Linked DNA regions of Gossypium arboreum: region 2 is linked to region 1. The links are chromatin contacts, called in public Hi-C maps. All regions are on one chromosome and are shown on one strand. Each heading gives the region's core, a stretch centred on a gene start, on an enhancer-like site or on the middle of the called end of the contact. The rest is flanking DNA. Distances are from core to core; before and after follow the strand shown. Region 1 has its middle 4.1 kb from the start of LOC128291689. Region 2 holds the start of LOC108459744 (transcription factor bHLH162-like).

What was found. A called contact is a pair of places that touch in the nucleus more often than the background predicts.
Region 2: a Hi-C map of leaf shows a contact between it and region 1, with 2.3 times the contacts expected there. The contact joins the promoter of LOC108459744 here to the enhancer-like site in region 1. A contact is called at or near these places in 2 of 5 Hi-C or Micro-C datasets (both in leaf).

The regions. Positions count from the first base shown.
Region 1 is chr4:114,612,643-114,615,342 of ASM2569848v2, reverse strand. No RefSeq gene overlaps it. Among protein-coding and RNA genes, the nearest start is that of LOC128291689, 4.1 kb to the left of the region's middle. Within about 2 kb of position 1,307, at least 2 of the 2 cell types and tissues checked have an H3K27ac peak or open chromatin away from gene starts, as enhancers often do. A contact at or near this core is called in leaf, where this site is marked.
Region 2 is chr4:114,652,371-114,655,181 of ASM2569848v2, reverse strand. LOC108459744 (transcription factor bHLH162-like) reads left to right here and starts at 1,528. Exons shown (of 3, transcript XM_017759149.2): 1 at 1,528-1,814; 2 at 1,906-2,250; 3 at 2,322-2,811. The coding sequence starts at 1,647. The coding sequence ends at 2,516.

The sequences.
Region 1 (2,700 bases), core at 58-2,557:
TGGCTTTTATATCCATTTTACACTTGTTTAAAATACATATATTTTTATTTTGTCACTATTCTTGGGTTTGCATCTATTGTCCCTGTCTTTTCTATTTTTTCTTTGTAGGTAGTAGTTGGTGACGGTGGCAAAAAGCATGCCCTTGCCATTTTGGTGAAACCGCGACAAAGGCCCATCAGGCCTCAGGCGACGTGCCTATTCACGTGGAGGGCAAGGACGCTGGAGGCTAGGGTTTTTTTTACTTTATTAAAACTTAGTTTAGATTGTGGGCTTGTAATTTGGGCTTAGGGTTTTTTTTAAATAGACTTGTAATTTTTATTTTTATTTGGTTTGGTTTGGGCCTGGACAAAAAATGGCCTATTACAACCTGAATAAAGAGTGGAGTCATGCAACGTAGAGGCATCGCGACATACATGGTGTGAAGCACCCAAGTCGGGATACCAGGATGTATTGCCAACTGGCATAGGGATGTAAGAGTCAGTGCCATCACAGTTGGAGCCGTATTGAGTAGCATTAATATGAGACCCAGTGAAGGTAGAAACATCAGACGCATGCAAATCAGGTATACGAAGAAGACCAATACAGGAGTCAGACCCAGTGTAAACATGAGCTCGAGGCTTAGTCTGCCAAGGAATACATGGGCCAACAACATCACTACTTGGACCTCCACGATTACGGTCATGATCAGGAGGAACACCAAGCTCTACACAATTCAATACAGACCAATTTGGCAGAGTGGGAGCATGTGGCCCAAAGGAAGGTGAGACACCCCCAAAATCTGGACTAGGGTCATGCTGCATTGGCCATGAAGCCCAACAGGCCCAATCAACCTAGAGTGACCATGAGTAATCGGCCTATGGTCATTATATTCAACAAGCCCAATCAGCCTAGAACCTATATTATGAAAGCGCATAGGTGCACGGTCAAAATAAACACCCATCAGGGGCCCCACCACACAGACCATCATCAGTTCTCTGCACTAAGGGATTATAATCCCTAATATTTCTAGATACAGACGCGTAAGGGTGGAAATTTCCTCCCGAATAATAAGGCGGTGGTTCGGCTGAATTTGTACCTTGAAGTCCACCATAAACAAGCAACGGACCATGATGATCTACTAGAGACGATGCCCGAACACCTGATGACAGTCCTTCGTAGTCACGATTGTAGTGGTAGAAACATCGTTGAGCGAGGTGCCCTAACCGTTCGCAAATCTGGCACTAAACTCTGGATCAAAACCCTCGTCCGCGGCTTCTAGATGGGGGACGAGCACCACGAATAGAGCCCCTATGAACGGCGATAGAACAGTCTCCAAGAGGTTGGCATGAAGAGGTATCTCCTGAATCAGACGCGTCTGACGATTCTCGTACTCAAGGAGCACATCAACAAGGCGTTGAAACCGCAAAGGCTAAGATGAGAGCGAAACGAGAGTAATAACAACATCAAACTCAGGAGTTAAGCCTACAAGCAGAGTCTCGACCTTCTCTTCTTCGAAGATGCGCGAACCAGAAGCCGCTATCAAGGCACTCATATTCTGGATCTTGGCCACGACCTCTTTGACCGAGAGACTGCCTTTCTTGAGAAAAAACAAATCGTAACGAATACGGGCAAGCTTTACACTGGTGAGTGGAGCAAAAAGACGAGTGGCGGTGGTCCACACATCACATGCGGATCGTGCTTCTGGAAAAGAAGATAAAATGGAGGGGTTAATCGTGGAAAGTAACCATGAAGCTAATAAGATGTCCTGTTAAACAAAGGCCGATGCATCTGGATTTGGAACGAATGACCCTTCCAGAGACTGCACAAAACGCGGTAGAATCGACAAAGTGCCATCCAAGAAACCGGTCAGCTCATAACCCTAGAAATCAACCGAATGTGTTGCTGCCACTGAAAAACGTGCCTTCATCCAACTTAATTGTCTCATAGCAAGGAAATGACTAGATGCGTCGAGTACCAGTAAACACTGGACATCCAGGATCAACGGTAGCTGAATCGGTAAAAGCGGCGGTGGTCATTGAGGTAGGTCTCTAGAACCTTTTAGGCAACTGATACCATGTTAGCACCTAAGGTGAATCACTCGACTAAAAGAACAGATAGAATGAAGGAATGAAAAATGTTGCTAATTATTGAAAGAATACATTGAGTATTTGAAAGAAATCTTTGTATTTTGACTACCTTTCACGAACATTATAGAGATAGTATTTATAGAACACTATGGTAACTGCTATGGCTAACAATCTAACTAATTGAGTAACAGACTAATAGCACAGAGGGCTAAGCTAACAGCTAGGCTAACTAACTCAATCTCTGGAATATACAATACTCTTAACATTCATTGATTGAGTCTTCACCTTTTGAAACTAAAAAGGTTGCCATTGGCAATCCTTCATAAGAACCGAAATAACAACCTGCAACAAGATATACTAGAGTTAGAAATGAAACTACAATTATTGTAAACAAGTCTTAAACTAGGGACACAAATTCTTGACACAGAACATGCAATTCCTTCTTTGTAATTTGTAATAAAATATACTAGGATTAAGCCCCGCCAGGGATTTTTAATTTGTTTCTGATAGAATTTTTATTATTGATATGAAATTTAATTTTAAATATGATTAATGTATAAAAAAAACCCCTTAAATCATTACATTGTGTTTAAATAAGTCTTTATATTTATTTTGTAGTCAAATAAGCACCTAA
Region 2 (2,811 bases), core at 279-2,778, 40 kb before region 1:
CAGTCATCCATTGAATGTAATATAATATTGTATGCATGAACTTCATTTGTGGGGATTATGATCAATATATTTGTGAGATTATTTCTTTTTGTTCTTTACGAACACTTATCAAACTTCTCAAGATTCACATCTTGTGGCATTCGCCTTTCCAATCTTATCATTCCCCTTCTTTCTTTTCTAGAGTGTGACAATCACAATTTTACCTTTGGTTCTTACCTCTGGATAGGTAACGGGTCGAGGTTTCTTCTTGATACTTTCGGTTCTTTAACTTGTTTCATAAAAAATGGGTCGAAGTCTTCTATACCTATGGTTCTTTTCTAAACATAGTTATTGGGTCGAGGTCCTTACTTTATCTATCTATCTTATTTTATCCATATTTTTCTATTATTTTCTATCCTTTTAACCTAAATTAGACGATCGGGCCACTTCTGTGATTCTATAATTGTTCAACCGATTACGAGAACACATCAATGATTTTTGAAGTTTTAGTATTTATCTTATAAGGGACCATGTGTATCAAATAAAATAAAATATTTTTTTTTTGAAAAACCACCTCTCTAGGTGAAATTTGAAAAAATAATTTGAGTTACTAAAGTCTCTATTCAAATTACTCACCAACTTAGAAATGCTCCAATTTCTTTTCCCAGAGGGATTTGTTAAAATTAAAAATACAAATAAAAATTAAAAGAAAGGGTAAACTATAAAAAAAAAATCACTTTTGTTTGTCTTAGATTACATTTTAGTCACTTATGTTTGAAATGTTATGTTTTAGTAACTTACGTTATTGTTTTGTTACAAAGTGATCACTCTACCGTTAAGCTCCGTTACCTCCCTAATGCTGGTCTTACGTGGCAGTCCAAATGGGTTTTAAAATGCCATCTTAGATGTCCTACGTGGCATTTCAAATTAAATTTATTTAATTAAAAACCTATTTTCATCACAACAACTAGACATTCAAGTTGATATTTAAAACTCAATTGGACTGTCACGCAAGACTATCGTTAAGGAGGTAACGGAGTTTAACGATAAAGTAGTCACTTTATAAAATAATGATAATGTAAGTGATTAAAATGTAATATTTTAAACATAAAAAATTAAAATGTAATGTGAGGTAAATAAAAAGGAAAAGGAAAAACCTAATTACGGACGAAAGTAAATACCGAAATAGACATATCTAAATGTAAAAGGGTGGCAGAATAAAATCAAGAAAAACAGCTGTTTCCGGGGAAGGTTAGAAAAAAGAGAAGAAAAAGATAGGGATGTGTGCCCCTAGGATTAAAGTTCCATTACCAATTTAATTCTGAATATATAAAAAATGCAGTGGTAAAATAAATAGAAATTTGGTTATGAACAAAAAGGAAAATATTTTTAGCCCATTAATTTTATATTTTGAAGATATTTAGCATGCACCAATATGCTTATGACTGAGGGTGACGTAACATAAATGACGACGTCTACGTGTTCTCATTTATTCAACTATTCCTTCCATCATATTCCAACCGTAATCCCTTTTTACTCCCTCATTGAAGTTTCGGCGTTTTCCACTTTATTTTCCTTTTTCCACTCCCTTTTGATTTTTTTAGCCACAAGCTGTTTCCGGTGGGTTATATAAACCAACACGACAACACCTTAACGCATCTTCACCAATGGAACTTCAAATGGAATACTTAGCCGTGGACAAGCAAATTGAGAAGCAGAGGGCTCGTTGTTCTTCAGCTAAGATCGAGAGGAAGATCATAGAGAAGAACAGGAGAAATCATATGAAGAATTTGTATGCCAGCCTCAATTCTTTACTTCCCCATCGTAATTCCAAGGTCTGTTTGTTTTTAATGGCTGTGTTTTGTCAGAATTATTGAATTTGCATGTGGGGTTTGTCATTTTTGTTTTGTTTTTTCATGTTTGTAGGAGCTATTGTCACTTCCTGATCAAATAGATGAAGCTGTGAACTACATAACGAGTTTGAAGACAAGGATGAACGAATCCAGAGAGAAAAAGGAAAGCTTAATGAGAAGAAAGAGATCTTATACATGTGCCGATACCATCACAAGTGAAACCACAGCAAGGTCGAAATCTCCTGAAATTAAGATGAACGAAAATGGGTCAGCCATGGAAGTGGTTTTAACGACTGGGAAAGACAGTCAGTTCATGTTTTATGAGATGATTTACATACTTCATCAACATGGAGCTCAAGTACTAAACGCCAGCTTCTCTATCCTAGGGAATACAGTTTTCCACATTGTTCATGCTGAGGTAATTTATCCACATCTATCTTCTTGTTCGGCCAAATAAGAAATTACTCTGATCAATTTGTTTGATCACAGATTGGAGCATTTGTTGGAGCACAAATAATAAAGGATAAACTGAACAAGTTAGTGAAAGGATCCAGCTGCGAAGAGGAACTTCAACAAGAGTTATGGGACTACCAAATCCATCCTGAAACGTGGGATTTGAACTATGAAATCTATCCCGAAACCTGGGATTTCCCAATCATGTTAGGATCCACGTACATGCCATGAAATTGGAAAACTTCTTATCGTTAGGCAATAAAATCCCAAGCTTAATTAAAAATTAAGAGAACAAAAGGGATTGTAGCAGTGAATTAGATAGCAAGGAAGGAGCAGCATTAATGTTCTCGTTATAACTGTATAGCTAGCTAGCTCGGCTGCCTGCTGCTGTGGCTGCTGCTGCATCAAAATTTTGTTCCTGACTGTGTAATATAGATCGTGAAACTTACAATGGATGCAATGATATTGTCTTTGTTTTCCTTGGTCAGTTGATGTAGTATTGATAGTGCATGTATCTTTGTCAGCC